2 separate regions of the Callithrix jacchus genome follow, and region 1 is linked to region 2. Evidence: chromatin contacts called from public Hi-C data. All regions are on one chromosome and are shown on one strand. The core of a region is the stretch at or near the end of the contact, and the rest is flanking DNA. Distances in the headings are between cores, read along the strand shown.

Region 1 (4,322 bases), core at 1,349-3,848, 35 kb after region 2:
CAGGAGTCAGTGGCTGCACCACACTGCCCCTGTCCACCAGGGCTCATTCACAGAGTTGCTCACACCTGAGCAAAGGATCCAGCTTGGGCCACAGTACTTCTAGGCATGGAGAGTCTTTCTGACCTCAGACTTTTGTCCTCTGTTCACAGAGCCTGATCCAGGGATGGCCTCTACCTCCACTGCAACAGACATTGCCATCATTGCAGGTGAGCTGTCACTGCAGAGCCCTTCAAGCAGCCAGGGTGAGGGGCCTTGATGAAAACATCCAGAGAGAACTGACCTAAGGACTTGGGTAGGGGTGGCTATGGCCATTTTTTTCTGTCCTTCAGTGGTGGTTTTGAATGTGGAATGGAGAAGTCTAGCCCTGGGTGAATATGCATGTATGTACATATGTACATATATTTATTGGCCCCTCATAGGAATTCAGGGGCTAGAGAGACAGCAGCTTTGGTGAGGGAGGTTAAGGGTGGAGGTGGGATGAAGGTAGACAGACCAGGCTTCTTGGACTTCTCTGCCATCTCCCTCATCTCACATTATTTTCTGCCCTGGGTCCATGTGCCCCAAACCTTCTCTCCTCAAGGAAATGTGAGCCTACTTTTACCTTGCTTTGAACCCTGGGCACGTGGCTCCCCATGGGTCATGGCTGTGACTGCGAACTGTGTTTCAGGAACAACCAAGTTTTGGAGGTGCTGTGTGTCCTGTGTCCTTCTTTGAGGTCCATACTTCTCAGCAGCTTATTAATAACTCAGGAAACATCTACAATTTAAAAAGAAAGAGAAAGCAGCAGCAGCAAGCAATCAAAGACACCTGTTGGACTCTGTGTAACCTGGCGTTTCCAACTCATTGCGCCGCTGAGCTCTTTTTCTTCTTAGATGGTATTATTAACATTATGCAGACACAATTGTTCCCCTGAAGGCAGTAGGAAGTTTAGGAAATTGTTCCGTAATGATGGCACTTGGGAGCAGTTTTAGACTTTCCATATTCTCCAGCAGTCCCTCCCCAAGGCCTCCAGATAAACCCTCATTCTAAGAAAAGACAGAGGCTTGTTCTGCAGCTTCAGAGTAAATGCCCAAATTCAAACACCCCACCCCATGAGACTGCTGCCCCCTCATTCTCCAGGCCCTGAATGATCTGATCCCTCCTGGGCAGCCTCACACTGTCCTTCCCCACCACTCTGGAGTCCCAGCAGAAGTGAAGGGTAACCACCCCCAATACATACCAGCTTGGCACCCTCTCATGACCCTCTCCTACTTTGGTCCTTTCTGTGGCCAAGTCCTGATCCTCCTGCAGATTCACCACAGTCCTCACTCCCCAGGAAGGAATGGGAGCAGGGTGGTGAGGAGGGGCCATCAGGCCTTTGGAAAACACAAGCTGTACAACCTGCCCCAAGCACAGTGAATAGCCTAATCCCCCCACCCACCATATACTGTATGTAGAGCAACAAGCGCTGCACTGTTTTCTGGGACTTTCCTGGTTTTACAATGGAAAACCTCCAAAAGAGTTTCAGTCCTGGGATAGGATCCTAGGCTCTCTGCAGAGTGCTTAGTAGCACAACTGTGGGGAAGAAAAAGAGAAGGGAGAGAAGGAGGGAGAGGAGAGGAGAGAGGAGGATCATTTTAGCAAGGCGGAGATCCAGGGCAAGCGCACAACAGGCTGATGACGCACGTGAAAGGAATGAAGTGGCCTGTCTGGGGTTGGTACGGATGTCTCCGACGTACAGTGGTTCAAACATATTCAGTAGGAACCGTACTTTGAATTTTGAGTTTTGATCCTTTCCCAGGCTGGCAATACATAGTGTGATACACTTTATTATAAAATAGTCTCTGGGCCAGATGATTTTGCACAACTTCAGGTTAATGTAAGTGTTCTGAGGCTGCTTAAGCTACTCTAAGCCAGGCCAAGTTTTGCCGCTCAGTAGGTTTGGTGTACTAATCGCATTTTTCACTTACAATAATTTTGACTTATTATGGGTTTACAGGAACTGGTTCCCATCATAAATCAAGGAGCATGTGTTTTGCTTGTGGCAGCGTATCTGTCCTCACACAACCCCTGTGGGTCCTGACCCCCATCAGGACCCAGGGTCCCAGGGCCCCTGCTCAGGCTGACTTTTGCACATCTTCCCACCTGCAGGTGTGATTGCCGCTGTGGCCATCGTCCTAGTCTGCCTCCTCATCGTCATGCTGCACTACATGTGCCGGCACAAGGGCACGTACCACACCAATGAGGCCAAGGGCACAGAGTTTGCTGAGAGTGCGGACGCAGCACTGCAGGGAGACCCTGCCCTCCAGGATGCTGGTGACAGCAGCAGAAAGGAGTACTTTATTTGAGGGGCAACAAACTTTACTTCCCCAAATGCCTTCAGCTCCATCAGGAAAAATGTACCCCACTGTCCAGCACCCCTACTGATACCACCAGGCAGCCGGAGAGAGCATTTGCTCCTTCCCAAGATTCGCACCTGGGAACACTAGGTGCCTGCCCAGGAAGGAATGGAGGAGGACTCAAGCTTCATCAGGCCTCGCCCAGGGACCCATGGAGGCAGTGGCCACCTCAGAGGCCACCCTTTGCTCCACCGAGGTGGGAGAAAGTCTGGGCACACAGGGCCCCTGGGCAGTGCAGGACAACATCATGTCACTAGCAGGAAAGTCCTTGTTGAGGATGAAGGGGTGCTGGGTACCCAGGGGCTGGGGAAGCAAGGAAATAAGTCATCTGTATGCTGACTGGGGATAATGGCATCAAATGTCAGCCCTTGACATTTGCGGGGAACAGCAGATGCCAGAGCTAAAAGGTACCTTTGTCTCCCATTGATCCAGCTCAGAACAATTGGAAATAAATTTGAAACGTAACCGAGCATTCAGAGTCCAACAGTATTACTATAGTTGTCTGGGGAAAGATAAACGCCACCCAGGGCTTGCTTTTCACCTGTCCGATATTATGTTCTCTGACGGGGCCAGGGCAGTCATTTCTGGCTCCTGCAAGGGCCAGTTCTCAGAGAGCACAACCAGTACAGGCAGCTCCCAAGCCTGCCAAGGGAGGAAGGATGAGTGATCAGCTTTCCTCTTCCTGCAGAGGCACCAGCTGTATGAAACAAAACGAAGGGTGATATGTCCCTCTAGAAATAGCCTGTCCCAGTGGCCAGGGCACTGGCTGAAGCACTGATTTTCCAAGATGCAGTGTTAGAACAAATGGACCTGATCCAAAACTGTGAGTGAATCCCACCCATCCTTCCGATAACAGTGACCATGGCAACCAGTGCTGGGAGCAGAGACTGCAGAGCTCCACTGCCTGATTTTGGATCCCAGCTCCCCTTTCCAGCTCCCAGAACCTTGAACAACTCTTTTGACCCTTCTGGCTTTGGTGTTCTCCCTCACATGGAAATGATGCTGATTTCCTCAACACTGACTGCCAGCGTTGAGGATCAAGTGCTCAGAGCTCCCTATCTTCCAGTGTCATCAACTGTGTGGTGCAGTAAGAGAAGATGAACTGGTTAACCATCACTTTCCAGGTGATTTATTCCAAGATTCCCAACAGCTTAGCTGTCACTTCAGGGACCAGCAGCTGTGAGATTAAAGACTGCACACCAGGTGCTGGGATCACCTAGGTACTTCCTGGGGCCCAGGCTTCTCAAGGCTGCACCATCTCCACCTGGGAGTTGGCAGAAAGTCCCATAGATCTCCCTGGGAGGATTATGGGCATGCAAGCTCAGTGGGATGTCCAGCAGCCAGAAGAGCTGACAGTCCTGGAGCCATGGTGGAGAGGATGAGTCGGGAGCTCACAGAAGCAGTGATGGAAGAAGCCTGGTCCAAAAGCGAGACCTTTCCCTGGTGACCCAAGCTTTCAGGCCTTCATCTATAAATATGTACAAGGCAGTTTAGAAAATGATGTATCATGCAAAGTGAAAACCGTGCAGACTCCTCAGCATCTTCACTGGCCCAGTGTGGACGCTGACGCTGGTGGGAGGGGAACAGTGCACACAGCCTTTTCCAAGTGTGTTGAGCCAGAGGCCCCATTTGCTCACAGGATACCTGCTAAGAACTCGTGGACCAAGTGGTCCTTGGAGCACATTTTGAAAACACTTGGCTAAATGGCTTCTAATAGCCCTTCCTGTGGCAATGCCATTTCAGGTTTTTGAGCACCATATCTTCCAGGTTTAGAAGCACAGATCACTGTCCACTAGGCACAGAGGAGGCACCAGAACCCACACGTAGACATGCATTGGGTTGAAAAGGCTCGAGATAGATGATAAGCCCAGAGCTCTCCAGAGCCCCTAGAGTGCGGGTGCCTGTGTGGAGGAAGGATGATGGTAACTCACCCCTTTCTCCCTC
Region 2 (4,668 bases), core at 188-2,687:
TTAAAGAGAAAATAACTTTAATTATTTGTGAAAATAACATTTCACAACTTTAATTATGTGAAATGCAATTGGAAAGTTAGAAGGAAGGGGAGGAGGACTATTGTCCCACCTAGACATTATTGTATCTATTACCAAAAAAAAAAAATGAAACTGTTAAAGTCATCGTTGCTCGTTAGTTTATTAAATGCCTTTTCTGTTCCCACTGGGATTCTACCATCACTGCCTCTGTAAAACCCTGGCATGCAGGTGATCTTGCCTCCATTTTATGCATGAGGAAATCAAGATTCAGGGCTTCCCCACCAGGCCGAAGGCATTCTGTGAGTAGTTTACTTCAGATCAGCATGCCCGTGCTGCACATGGCAGTTTGACTAAAGATCTGTAAGCAGTGGGGGTTCTTCACGACCTAACAGAAGAGAATTGTGAGTGCTTTCCCACTGCAGCAAGAAGGCCTGGAGCTTGTGCAGCCCACGTAGAGGGGAGCAAAGCTTCTGCGCTGCACATCTCTAGGGGTCAGCCTCTCATCGTATTCAACACAGAGCACAGCCCCAAAGGCACTGCTCACACATTGTACAGACAGCTGGCCTGGCTCTCTAGATTGTGCAGGACAGGCCTTAATGGCAGAAGGTAGAGGAGAGGAGGGAGTCACAGAAGTGCTTGGGAAACTATGAAGTAAACAATGAAAAGCAGCACAGGACGGTTCAGACGTCACACAGGAGAAGTACAGGGTGTTCCCCTGGGCGGGGTTTTAAAACAAGGGCCTCAAATTCCTGGGCAAAATGGGCAGATAATGCTATGATACATTTTTTGTAGGTGGTGACAGTTGACTTGCATTTAACGAACCAAGGTATGTATGGAAATCCATGTGGAGGTTTTCATGTCAAAAGTAGAACAAATTCACAAACTCCACTACTTCTGGCAGCTTCAGACAAAGGCAATGGGAACAAATCACCTGACACTTGCCCAGCAATTCTTCCTGTTTTGGAATAATCTTTGCTAAACAGGCCATCCATGGGTACAGGGCTCGCAAAGGCCAACAAGACAGGGACTCTCCCCAGGGACAAATGCCCCGCGGCAGGCTCAGAGAGGCCACCCAGCTATCCAGCGGCGGCGCAGCCAGCCAAGATTTCAACACAGTTCTGCCCTATTTGGTCACCATCCCCGACAGTGTTGGGCCAGGCCATCATTTCACATCAGGGAGTTTTCCTTGCACTCCAGGGGGACTTCTCAACCACAACCTCTGTATCCGGTAGTGGCAGATGGAAAGAGAAACGGTTAGAAAAGCGTGGTTCTTGCGCAGGAAAGTTGGAGTACAGAAGAGTTCAGAAGTGGGCGGGTGTGTGTTTAAAAAAAAAAAAAAGGGTGGAAACCCCACCAGCCAAGTCTGCAGAAAAAAAATAAATGAAGTCTGCCTATCTCCGGGCCAGAGCCCCTCCCCTCAGCCCTCGCGGGAGGCGTGTGACCCAAGTGGCCGCTTCCTCTAGTCGCTGAGGGTCAGGAGCCCGGGAGCGCGACCCTCCCTCGGCCCGGCCCGGCGGGTCTCCGCTGCGTCTGCCCGGTCTGACGCCCAGGACCGTGGGCCATGAGCAGCCCCAACCGCACGGCGCCGCCCCTCGACCTCGGTGAGTACCCGCCGTGGGGAGGGGTCCTGGGGGCCCGCGGGAGGCCGCGGCCCGCAGCAAGCAGCCGGGGGCCAAGCCGCTGCCACGTACGCCCGGGTGTCCCGATCCGTGCCCGGCCTCTCGGCGGAGGAGGCGCCCGCGGGGCTCAGATCCCCGACTCCAGCCCCCTGTTCCCGGCGCCTGGGCTGCGCCTTGTCCCTGTCCCGCGTCCCGGACACCGTCGCGCAGCGTCCACGCGCCCGGAGCTGGAGAGGCCTCCAGCCCGCTCGCCCAGGGCGCGTCGCCGGCTTTGTGTTTCTTTGTGCGTGGCATGTGAAGTGTCAAGGGCCAGAATCGTCCCCCTAAAGAACAGTTAGGAAAGAGTCCACAAGTTGTGTCTGTGCTTCTGCCCAGCCTGAGGCTGGCGGGCGGGCCCGGGTGAATTTCAGGCAACTCCAGCCTTGCCCAGGGACGTGCTGGCTCCGCTGGGCGCCGCAGGGGCACACAAACGCGGGAGAGTCGCGGGCCTGAATCCTTTGGGGATTTGTAATTCCTCGCTGCTTGTTTTCTTTCTCTTTTAAACCGTCACGTTTTCTTGCTGACGGGAAATCCAATGCGATGAAAGTTTTTATAGGTGCTTGGAAACATTGCTGGGCCTCTCTCTGCCCTTTTCCTCTGCCACTGGGCTTTTGCAATAAAAACTACCATTTTATTTAACCAAAAAGCCGAATGCATGCCCCTGTTATCCCTCATCCTGGCGTCCGATCCTGAGAGTCTGTCAGAGAGGAGCTATCCTGAGCCTATCATGTGATAACGTTACCTTACTAACATGATAACGATATGGGTATTGGAGACACCAACTCTCTTAGAAGTCTTTGAAATCCAGAGGGCTGTGAGGCCTCATCCCTCACCCTGCCGGAGCTTGGCATGGATAAACGTGGCTTCAGTCTACTTGTGTACGCAGCACTGCGTGTGCCCATGGTTCTGCTTGGGCCAGCCTGGGAGTGAGGAACATCAAAGGTGCTTGGGAGTAAGGCCCCTGAGTGTGCACTGGGATCATCTGCACTGCCTCTTAGCAAGGCAGTCTCTCTTAGCTCCAGATTACTCATCTGCAAATTAGGAATAATACCAGGAGAGTCCTCATCTTAGCAGTAAGAAGTGTGTATAAATGGCTCCACACAGAGACGGACACACCCTAAGTGCTGGATCCAGGCCGGGCATCTTCATATAATTGTACGTGGTTTCCAGAGTTCACATGCTTTAGTGTGTTTGCGTATGTGTCTAACTTGAGCATGTATTTGTGTGTGTGTATATGGCGGGGCCTGGGTTAAAGGGACAGAAGCCACTGTCCTTATTCCAATTTAGGCACTGAGGAGGTGAGACTGAAAGACATCCCCATGTCTGAAGAGGATGGGTTTGCTAGACCCCCGCCCCGTGCCCAGCCAAGCCTAGCCCCACAAGCAGTTCTCCAGGACTCAGGTTTCTGACCTTCAACACTTACCTTGGGAGACATACAGCGGTGCAGCCCTTGCTGGCGTGCTATTACACATTAGACTTCCGATTGATTTATGGCAGGATCCCTGCTGTGTGGGAACTGCAGGGGGGTGGGGGGAGGCAGCTATTTCTTGCTGCTAACTCAGGCAGGATGTGTCTATATCCTGTCTCAGTTTATGTAGCTGCTCATTAGATCCAGAGGTTAGAGTGGAGAGGACCCACTTCCTCCAGGCAGGCTTGCTCTGCTCAGGTGGACTAAGTCCCAAAGCCACAGTTACTATGCGTGAGTCATGCACAGCAATTCGTTTACCTTGACCTTGGATGGAAGGGGTCAAGGCTCAGTGAGGAGACACGGCCAGGTTTGGCAGCTTTATATAGAATTCACCACCTCTGGCAGAAGCAGAGGATTCCATTAAGTATCAAATGAAATTCCACCTCAGCCATTGCTCAATTCCTCCAGATGTCACTGGCACTGGGAGTCACATGGTGCTTGCAGTCAGCAGCTGGACCTTTCCAAGGGTGCCTGTAGTTAGGCAAGTATTTCTGGGGACTTGCAGAGCTCCCTGGAGAGCAAAGGGGTGGGAAGTACAAGGCATTCTACGCACTTGCGGTGGGAACAAATGAACCCCTCTGCAATGCTTAGGAAAAGGCCCCTCAGTGCGGGTGAGAGGTTGGAGCATGCCTCTTCTATGACTCAAGTGCCTGTGTGAGGCCGCAGCCAAACCGTCTTCCAGTAACTGAGGACATGCAAAGGGCCAGCAAGCATGCCGTAAACACAAAACCAAACAAACAGTAAAGTTAACAGTGAACAAAGAGTTAAAAATAGGAGAAAGACACCTTCTCCCTACCGCAAAAGCAATTGCTTTATTTCTCGAGAATAATCCTTCCAGAAGTAAATTTGCCAATACAAATATTTCTTATTTTGCATAATAAAATGTATTTGATGTATTTTAGTTCATCTTGTTCTTTTCCATCAGAATATCTCTTAAACATGATACCTCAACACCATATATAGACTAGCCCATTCTTCCCAGGACTGCATAGTAAGAATTGTATTAATATATGAATGACCTTGGTATTTTATTTAACCAATTCCTCTTCTGCTGGGCATTTAGGCTGCGTGCAAACTTCATTTAATTTTTTAAAGCAAACACAGTTTTCCTGTGACAATGAGTAAGTAGGGTTTATGTGCAAGTGACTGTAAACTGTTAGGATAAATTCTCCTACCTCAGCATTTAATGTCTGTATCCATTTAAAATATTAGTAGATCTTGAGTAACTACCTTCCTAAAGGTCATACCAGTTTCTCATGCTCAAAAATAGCCTATGAAAGTCACCATTTCTCTGCATCCTCACACTGCATTTTTTTTTTTAATCTTGGCCAAACTGATGAGTAAAAAAAAAAACACTGTCACTTTGGAATGAGCCTCTGTAATTAAGTGAAGCTAAGCATGATTTCTTACTTCCGTAAGAGGTTGTATTACTTTTCTGGGAAGTGTCAGTTGATGCCTTTGTTCATTTCCTGTCAGCACCCCACCCCTGTGAGGAAACGTGACCCAGAAGTGAAAGGATGTGTC

What was found. Hi-C and Micro-C count contacts between places; a contact is called where the count stands out from the background.
Region 1: a Hi-C map of skeletal muscle shows a contact between it and region 2, with 3 times the contacts expected there. The contact joins the enhancer-like site here to the promoter of GYPC in region 2. A contact is called at or near these places in 2 of 3 Hi-C or Micro-C datasets (both in skeletal muscle).

The regions. Positions count from the first base shown.
Region 1 is chr6:111,521,598-111,525,919 of calJac240_pri, forward strand. It overlaps GYPC (glycophorin C (Gerbich blood group)), which reads left to right. Exons shown (of 3, transcript XM_008999045.5): 2 at 150-206; 3 at 2,131-2,845. The coding sequence ends at 2,327. Among named protein-coding and RNA genes, the nearest start is that of GYPC, 35 kb to the left of the region's middle. Within about 2 kb of position 2,599, at least 3 of the 16 cell types and tissues checked have an H3K27ac peak or open chromatin away from gene starts, as enhancers often do. A contact at or near this core is called in skeletal muscle, where this site is marked.
Region 2 is chr6:111,487,784-111,492,451 of calJac240_pri, forward strand. GYPC (glycophorin C (Gerbich blood group)) reads left to right here and starts at 1,438. Exons shown (of 3, transcript XM_008999045.5): 1 at 1,438-1,619. The coding sequence starts at 1,580.